2 separate regions of the Zea mays genome follow, and region 1 is linked to region 2. The links are chromatin contacts, called in public Hi-C maps. All regions are on one chromosome and are shown on one strand. Each heading gives the region's core, a stretch centred on a gene start, on an enhancer-like site or on the middle of the called end of the contact. The rest is flanking DNA. Distances are from core to core; before and after follow the strand shown. Region 1 holds the start of LOC100284314. Region 2 holds the start of LOC100284418 (Ubiquitin-60S ribosomal protein L40-like).

Region 1 (4,843 bases), core at 2,144-4,643, 190 kb after region 2:
TCCCGTTGAACATAGCCGCACTAAACACATAGCCATTCGATATCATTTTCTAAGGGATCACCAACAAAAGGGAGATATCGAGATTTCATATATTAATACTAAAGATCAATTAGCCGATATCTTTACCAAGCCTCTTAATGAACAAACCTTTAACAAACTTAGGCATGAGCTAAATATTCTTGATTCTAGGAACTTCTTTTGTTGATATGCACACATAGCTCATTAATATACCTTTGATCATGTCTCTTTTATGTACTATGACTAATGTGTTTTCAAGTCTATTTCAAACCAAGTCATAGGTATATTGAAAGGGAATTGAAGTCTTCGGCGAAGACAAAGGCTTCCACTCCGTAACTCATCCTTCGCCGTCGCTCCAAGCAACTCTCCATCTTTGGGGGAGAAAAGGACTCCGTATTTGGTATAATCTTCACTCATTTATTTACGACCAAAGGGGGAGAGAGTAATTCTAAGGGCTCTAATGACTCCGTTTTTGGCGATTCATGCCAAAGGGGGAGAGAGTATTAGCCCAAAGCAAAAGGACCGCACCACCACCTAATTTTAAAACTAAGGTTTTTCAATTGGTATGATTTTCAATTTGGTATCTCCTTGTGTTCAAAAAGAGGAGAGAGTAGTATTTTCAAAATCAACATCTTAAAACCCTCTTGAACACTAAGAGGAGGATTTCATTTAGGGGGAGTTTTGTTTAGTCAAAGGAAAAGCATTTGAAACAGGGGGAGAAAATTTCAAATCTTGAAAATGCTTCGCAAAATCTTATTCATCTACCTTTGACTATTTGCAAAAGGACTTTGAAAAGAATTTACAAAACAATTTGCAAAAACAAAACATATGGTGCAAGCGTGGTCCAAAATGTTAGAAATGAAGAAACAATCCATGCATATATTATCAATATTTATATTGGCTCAATTCAAAGCAACCTTTGCACTTACATTATGCAAGCTAGTTAAATAATGCACTTCCATATTTGCTTTGGTTTGTGTTGGCATCAATCACCAAAAAGGGGGAGATTGAAAGGGAATTAGACTTACACCTTTTTCCTAAATGATTTTGGTGGTTGAATTGCCCAACACAAATAATTAGACTAACTAGTTTGCTCTAGTGTATAAGTTATACAGGTGCCAAAGGTTCACACTTAGCCAATAAAAAGACCAAGATTTGGGTTCATCAAAGGGAGCAAAGGGATAACCGAAGTGTGCCCTGGTCTGGCGCACCACCGGACAGTGTCCGGTGCACCAGTGGACTTCACGCTGAACTCTTTACCTTCGGGAAAATCCAGAGGCGCTCCGCTATAATTCACCGGACTGTCCGGTGTACACCGGACAGTGTCCGGTGCCCCAGGGAAGAGCGACTCTGGAACTTGCCAGCTTCGGGAATTTGCTCCACTATAATTCACCGGACGTGTCCGTTGTACACCGGACAGTCCGGTGAGCCAGCGAAGCAACGGCTATTCGGCGCCAACGGTCACCTGCTACAGCATTAAATGCGCGCCAGAGCGCGCAGAAGTCAGGCACGCGCGAAGTGGCGCACCGGACACTCTACAGTGTATGTCCGGTGTGCCACCGGACATCCAGGCGGGCCCAGCAGTCAGAGCTCCAACGGTCGGAACCCAACGGCCTGGTGACGTGGCTGGCGCACCGGACACTGTTCGGTGTGCACCGGACTGTCCGGTGCGCCATGCAACAGCAGCCTCCACCAAACGGCTAGTTTGGTGGTTGGGGTTATAAATATCCCCAACCACCCCACATTCAAATCATCCAAGTTTTCCAACTTCCAACCACTTACAAGAGCTAGGCATTCAATACAAGACACACCCAAGTGATCAAATCCTCTCCCAATTCCACAAAAGCATTAGTGTTGAGTGAGAGTGATTTGTTGTGTTCTTTTGAGCTCTTGCACTTGGATTGATTTCTTCTTTCTCATTCTTTCTTGAGATCAATACTCACTTGTAACCGAGGCAAGAGACACCAATTGTGTGGTGGTCCTTGCGGGGAAGTTTTGTTCCCGGTTAATTTGAGAAGAGAAAGCTCACTCGGTCCAAGGGACTGTTTGAGAGAGGGAAGAGGTTGAAAAAGATCCGGCCTTTGTGGCCTCCTCAACGGGGAGTAGGTTTGCGAGAACCGAACCTCGGTAAAACAAATCCGCGTGTCACACTTCTTATTTGCTTGCGATTTGTTTTTCACCCTCTCTCGCGGACTCGATTATATTTCTAACGCTAACCCGGCTTGTAGTTGTGATTAACTTTGTAAATTTCAGTTTCGCCCTATTCACCCCCCTCTAGGCGACTTTCACTGTTCGATATCCACTATGGTGAATCTTATTTGGGGTAGAAAACATCTGTGTTGGTTGTGGGGGTGGTAATGGATCATGATCCAAATATGTCTTCACAATAAGTTATGACTCTTAATTATTTTTAGTTCAAAAATGAATAGGAATAGTATCCGATTCTAATCCAATTTGATCTTTAAATTTTGTAATATAAAATCTAGAGCTCATTACCACCCCTAGTTATGTATGCAAGGAAAGAAATAAGCCTTACCATGTCTGGTTTGTGGCGAGAAACACGAGAGGCGGAATGTAGTGAGGAGGAGGAAGTGCTCGTGATGATAGTTACTCGTGCAAACAATAAGAGATAAGATTTATCTGGTTTAAAGCGAGAAGCGAAGAAGTTGAACAGACTTATGCAGTAGACACAAGACAACTGTCGAAATCGGTGATTTATGGGAGTAGAGAAGAGAATTGATAAATGGTTGGTGGTCGTTAGGAAAAAGCTAGATGGGGAGATTGTGGAGTTCCTGTACATGTGTGCAGAACGGCAAACGAATGTGCAAGACAGGGTACAAGACAACCCTATTTATATACATAAACTTCATCTATGGAAAAAATTGTCTGACCATAAGATATTTTTGAAAGCTATTGATGTGAATACGGAATACATTATTTTGAAACATATGATGTGAACATGGATTACATTATTTCGAAATATATAACATAATCATACAGTACTTTATTCTGAAAGATTAACACGGAGTACTTGGAAGTTTGAACCAGACAATACGACGACCAAAACGACCATGAAAAGGAGCTGACTAGCTGAGCCATTCATCAGGATTTAGCCCAGCCATTCAGCCAATATCTTAAACAACCGCTGTCAGCTGGGCCCAACGCGTAGAGAAGCCCATCCGATCTGCGGCAGGATCTGCCGACAGAAACGGCCAAGCCCACTAGCCCAGTAGTAGACATTAGACACCCGCAGGAATCACGACTCACGTTTTCGAAGCGATCGGGATGCGAAGCGATCCCGAATCCCGATCGGCGATCGGCACCAGCAGCTCACCGTTACGTTTTCGAATACTCTGCACCTATTGGAGCAAAGCCACCTCCTCCAGCGCCCCACCCGCCAGAGGCCCGATCGTCCCACACTCCCACCACGCGACAGGAACACAAAAACCCTAGCACAAGCCCACACGACGCCACCCGGCCCCGGACGGCCGGCCCCCCCGTCCCACGTTCCCACCGGGCTCCGAGCACAAAACCCTAACCTTCTCGCTATTAAAGTCGGCGTCCAGTCCGTCGGCTGCTGCTACGCCACCGAATCCGCATCTCCTCGCCGGTCGCGCACGGGCAAAGCAGCGATGGCAGCAGCGACGGCAGTTGGCGGACACGACAGGGTGGAGGCTGCGGCGTCGTCCGCGGGGGCTGTGCTGGCCGTCGCCGTTGCCTCGCAGAGGTTGATAGGCCTGCTCGCTCTTGCGGTAAGTATTATTGCTGTCCAGTTTGACATGTCACCTGATAATCATGTGATTCTGCTTCCTTCACCGTTCGGCCTTTCAACCCATTACCCTGTTATTGCTCTGCTATTAGAGCTGTTTTTTTAATGAGACATGCGTATTTTGCGCTTTACTGATTTTTTAGTATTCGAGTCTGCAGATCTAAGGCAATGTTGAAGAATTTTGGCCTTCTTTTTGTATTAGGTAGCACATAGTTTTTTTTCGAATAGATCTAAGCAGATCCGGGCAGTTAATTTTACAAATTTTAACTAGAAACCACAATGTATAATTGTATACTAGACCAGTCAATACTCTGCCCTACCGAAAACTACTGTCACTCACAATATGTTAGTTCACTGTTGTATCGGGTAGTAGTTGATTGTGCCTGGAGGATTTTTTAGATCTTATGGAAGAATCTATTGATTGGAGCACGTCTAGAGGAATTTATTGTTTGGGGCAGTGCTGGCACAAATTGAAGACAAATGCACACATGAAACTGATCTGGTCATAAACATTAGTTGGGTTTTAGAGGGCTCTGTTTTCAATCTCGAGTTGCCACAAGATCTTCTAAAACTCTTGTTGTTAGAAATATCTTCTAAAACTCATGTAGTTAGAAATTTCTAGGCCAGAAACCCCGGATAATTTTGCTGCCCTCTAGACTTTCTAAATGTGCCACTCTTTCTTTCACTGTATTTTCCTTTTGTAGTTATTGAATTATTATTGTCACCCATTTATCTGATTGGTTTATTTATTTGTTGTGGAGTATGTTGTAAAATATGCTTTGTTTTGTTTATTTCATCTTTTCCTCTAACGTTGGCCTGTGCTCTGTGCTGATGCGTTCTTAGGTTCAAACTGTAAATTGTGTAGCAGAAATATATAATGAAGACCAGCAGGAAATATACAAGTAAATTCTTTTTCCTTTTTTTTAAAATATTTGCTCTGTGACTTAAGTATGATAAAAACATAACTTGTGATTTTGATTGTTTTAAAGGTTATTATATGGAAGAATCAAATCTGAAAATGTCCCTGAAATTAAGGCTGGGTCAGATGATGATGAT
Region 2 (5,017 bases), core at 2,014-4,513:
GGTCATCAGACACCAAGCAGGTGCAGGACAATGGATTAACACAGCAGCTAAGAAGTTCTAACGATGACCTGAAGTATGCCGTCAAGGATAGTTTCCACAACAACAACCAATTTCTGGTGTCCATATCCAGTAATGAGCAGGCATCTTTGAGCCAGTCGGCATGGCACTTGCCGAACAACTACCTGATGGTGCCCATGTCTGCTCATCAGAAGAAGGTTGTGCCCAGTTCGTTGCCATCTTGTGCAACAGTGCATCCCAAGAAGTCTATAACGCCAAGCTTGGTAGCCAAGCTCTTGGGTCTCGACGGATTGGCCTCGCCGGAAGGACGATGGAGATCAAGACAGCGAGTTCACCAAGAGACTTGTTCGATTCCGAGAGGTCCAAGCCGCAGAGGCTACTGCGACAGTTATTCAGACAGGAGTCTGGTGTAGATACTGAGATGCCTCAGTCAAAAGAACTGCCACGAGAGCAATTTAGTGTCCAAAAGAATTCTACCAGTTCAGAGAAGGGCATCGTCGCCACTTCATGTACTACCAGAGCGATTCAAGAGGTGGATGTCGAGTCTGAAGCTGAAGCTACGGTCCTCTACACACTTGAAGAAACTGATCCTACACCATGGGCGGCTTGAGGGCAAGCCGCATTTCAAGGAGTGAGGAATGTTAGGAGTGGCTACCATGTGGGGCCATTGCCAGGGAGCAGGTGGGTTTCTACAACTATAAAAGGACATTTGTATAGGCTAAGGACATCAATTACCAATTATCAGAATACAAACACTGTCATTGTCTATTCTCTCGTCTTCTTCCTTCCTTTATCCCTCTCCACGCTCCAGCTAGCTTCCTCTCTACTCTCTATATCTGCTATTTCTCGTTAGAAGCATCTGTGACGCTAACAGCCTGCCGCTGCCGCTACTCGAAACATTCAGCTTAGCAGGAGGAAAGGAGGAGGGGATGATCATGGGTCTCACAAGAGTCAGTCAGAGCAAGGGCTAATGGAGTACTGCCTATTTAGAATATATAATCGTCGTTCTAGATGATGGCCACACTAGAATAACTTAACAAATCTTTATTAAATGTTAAGTCATTCGTGATAGATGTGTGTATGTATGTATAACTAGAATATGATCAAATGATCATTTAGGTAATTATTTATTATTATATTGTGTTAAGTCATACATATTTAGTTCTGACGTCTTCCAACGTGAACTGGTCTTCCAAGAACCCCTGACGTCTCATCTCTCCGAACGTGCCTCTCTAGTATCCCCAGAGAGAGCAGTTTGCGTTTTGTGAGGTTGTGGGGGAAAGCCCAGCCCATGGGCCGCGCATGATTCCTACTGGACCCTGGGCCAGCTGCTTTATTACATGTCCTTTATACAACTGGCAAAGCGCCGAGCAGCACAGGGCACAGCACTGGCGGGGCAGCATGAGGCTGTTCGGCAAGCACGTGTTCCCTAGGCAGATCGTCTTGTTCGCCGCAGGGTATGTGCCTGTGCCTCCCCCGTCGTTCTCCTTCGAATTCTCCTCAATCGCAGCCGGGCGGCGGCGCGGCATCGCTGAGGACTGCATGCTCGATTAAACTGAGTTGCATCGCAGGATGGTGTTCTTTGGGGCGACGACGTACGACGTGCACCGGTCCATCAAGAACAACGAGCAGCCGCCGACCAGGGAGCAGATGGAGGCGCTCCAGGACTACATCAACTCCAAGAATCCAAGAGGACCTCCAAGAGATTGAGGGGAGCTGGGGAGGCCCTCCACGAATCCAAGAAGCAGTGAGGGGGCAACAAGCGGGTGCGTGCTATTTGTTCGACGATATCTCACTGAGGACTTCTGGAAACTGGATTGTGTATAAGAAACCAGTAAAATTAAGGCTGTCTGGTTGTAATTGTAAATCAGTAAATGGCTGTGTAATTATGAGACTAGTTGGGCATGTTTCGAGGATCCTCGTTCTCCGGTGGACGTACGTTCGTAAGGCTAATCAGAGTGAGGATTTCATGTCCCTATTTCTAAAAATGCCACGTCAATTTTATGGTTGAATGAAACATCATCTCTCAATAGAGAGTTTTATCTCACTATTTTATATATCAACATACTTCTTAAATGCTGCATATAAATAACCAATAGTATTTACTCAATTATATGAAGATGAAACAAAACACTCTCAGTGGAGGTTTCACACAGTTTTCAGACCTTGGAAACGAGTTAACATAGTTTCATCTCATGAAGCTCCATGAAACTCTTCCTTATTAAATGATGTGACATGTCATCGAAATAGCTGATGTGTCAAGCTAATAAATACATGAAACACCTCATGAAACCTTCATTGTGATTAGCCTAAGCAAACCACAGCGAAAGGGCGTATATGAAGAAACATCTCGATCAAGAGTAGCACGAATTTTTTGTTTCTACTACAACTTTATTCAGTAAAATATCACATCCACGGCGTTAAAGTAAAAATTATTAAGCGTCTAAGAAATTTCAGCTGATGCTCCATATATGTCACGCAATGACAAAAGCCGATCATTTCCCGCCAATCTTGGACATGAACCTTTTCTTCGACCTCAGCTGGAAAAAAAATCAAAATAAAGGGCGCAGGTTAGACGAAATGAAAGAATGACCAAATGGCACGCAGATATGCTGAATTGGTATATATATCGGATGAACAAAGAGTAAAACTACTGATGCATGCATGGATTCTCACCTCGTTACTGTGCCCACACTTTTTCTTGCGGCAGTTGGTTGCCCTGGGCGGAAGCCGCGCATAGCACCTGCGCAGGACAAAAAAAAAAAAACGGATCAAAGTTAATCAGCGCATCCATATGGATATGAAATAATAATAAAGCTATAGCAAAGCGAGCTCGATCGGCTGGCGTATATATGTGATACACATACTTGCGGCAGACCATCTTGTTCTCGTTGTACTTCTGCGCGAGCTCGCGGAGGCTGGGCGGGATCCCCATGGGGTAGCCGCCCCTGCTGCCGCCGCGGAGGCGCAGCTCCAGGTGCAGCGTCGACTCCTTCTGGACGCCGTAGTCGGCCAGGGTGCGGCCGTCGTCGTCCAGCTGCTTGCCCGCGAAGACGAGGCGCTGCTCCTCCGGCGGGATGCCTTCCTTGCCCTGGATCATGGCCTTCACGTTCTCGACGGTGTCGCTGCACTCCACCTCCAGCGTGATCGTCTTCCCCACCAGCGTCTTCACGAACACCTGCATCATCTTGCCCACGTCGTCCTTGATGCCCCTCTCTCTCACACTCTGCGCTTCTTACGGTTTCGTGGGGTGGGTGGTAGTGTGGTACGGAAGGACCTGTGCTCTCCCTCCCCTCTTTATATGGACACGAGGAGGTGACTTGCCCGCCGCGAAACAATTTTTATATATGCATGTGCGGAGAAATTGATTAAAAAAACAGGAGATAATTAGGCTACTTCGACCACTAAACAAAACGAAATCTACAAATAGCGAACGTGACTCCTACGAAACTGATGAAGATTCTCTCTCTCTTTTTCATTCGTCATCAATTGAAATTACTAATTTATACGTAGCACTAGTACTACCTGCATGCCTAGCTAGTCGTCCCAATATGTCAAGCCTGGGAGAATCATATACAGGTCTAAGATTCAGGGGATGTTTAAATATAATAGACTTAATAGTTAGTTGTTAAAAATTAGCTAAAGACATTTAAACATTCTAGCTAATAATTTAGCTATTATCTATTTTTATCAAATTAGCTAATACCTGGTTTGGATGTAGATATTGGAGCACAGAACTGAGAATTTGAATCAGCTTTACTAAATCTTGTTTTTTGGTTGCACGTGGAATTGAGACTTAGAAACAGAGACCCAATTTCCTAGATTTCGACTATAACTAGAAACCTTCTCTCCCAATATAAAGCCTCACCCCTCGATATTGTGTGGAATTAGACCGCACAATTCTAAATTCCAATTCAGTGACATCCAAACAATAGAATTGGAATTACATCACATTTCAATACCATATCTGATTTGTATTCAACCTAATTCAATTCCATCCCCTCCAATATCAACATCCAAACGGAGCATAATAGTTAGCTAGCTAATTCTACTATCAATTTTTTAGCCAACTAACTATTAGATCTCCTTAGTTTGGGTTGATCCTACATACACAGAAGCACTCTTCGGTTGACAGAATTACATGGGGCTCCTATCTTCTTCCTCATTCTTTTCACTTTATGAATTCACCCCACGTTTCTTTTTCAAAACAAAACTATAGAGTTTACCCCTATATCATCTAGAGGTGTTAATGTTATAAGTTCAAGTAACAAAAAAGGACTGGTTTTCACATGTGAATTTGCCCTGTGATTTTTAGGCAAATTGGGATGCGGACCTTGACATGGAGTCGTATGTCTTCTCTTTCTGGTCCACATATTTTTGAAAATTGAAATGGACATACGATCGGAAATGGTCGGAAACAATATAGTCTCGTACGAAAACGATTGTCGATGGGTCAGAAATTTTACCCAATTTCATAATCAATATATATATGACAACTACAATACATTGTTGACAAACATTTTTTATTTAACATTTAAACATGAGAGAGTATAGAAACGATGTTGTATTTACGGAAATGATAAGGTTACGAGACTCCTGTTACAGTTTTCAACAGCATCTGTGTTATGGGCCGCGCGGTCAGGGCCATTGAACGGCTTTTTTGGGCCAACTACTTCGGTCACGTGACATGCATGTCCTCCGTGCTTCATTGCTTGGGGTTCCCCAGCCCAGAAATTTCCTTCTCAGCTAGACACAAAACGTTTCTTTTTGTCAAGGGAACTAGACACAAACATCTGCCTCGGGATTCAGATGTGCGTCGCTAGGTGCTACTCCTTCCTTCCTTCCTTCCTTCCTACTGTATGCTGCTGCTTCTAGATATGACCCTTCACGGCGTCGAGCATGTCGTACGGGCGGCCGGCGAAGATGTCCTCCAGCCGCGACTCCCACCGGTCCAGCGCCAGCGCCGAGATGTGGGACGCGTTGGGGCCGTCAACGAGCT

Evidence for each region. Hi-C and Micro-C count contacts between places; a contact is called where the count stands out from the background.
Region 1: a Hi-C map of ear shows a contact between it and region 2, with 2.2 times the contacts expected there. The contact joins the promoter of LOC100284314 here to the promoter of LOC100284418 in region 2. A contact is called at or near these places in 3 of 25 Hi-C or Micro-C datasets (ear, leaf and tassel).

Annotation. Positions count from the first base shown.
Region 1 is chr2:204,629,785-204,634,627 of Zm-B73-REFERENCE-NAM-5.0, forward strand. It overlaps LOC100284314, which reads left to right and starts at 3,394. Exons shown (of 3, transcript NM_001157209.2): 1 at 3,394-3,770; 2 at 4,631-4,689; 3 at 4,777-4,843. The coding sequence starts at 3,651.
Region 2 is chr2:204,438,227-204,443,243 of Zm-B73-REFERENCE-NAM-5.0, forward strand. LOC100284418 (Ubiquitin-60S ribosomal protein L40-like) reads right to left here and starts at 3,264. Exons shown (of 3, transcript NM_001370624.1): 1 at 2,886-3,264; 2 at 2,695-2,761; 3 at 2,382-2,558. The coding sequence starts at 3,205. The coding sequence ends at 2,514. LOC109944601 (a long non-coding RNA gene) reads left to right here and starts at 1,365. Exons shown (of 2, transcript XR_002267702.2): 1 at 1,365-1,475; 2 at 1,590-2,065.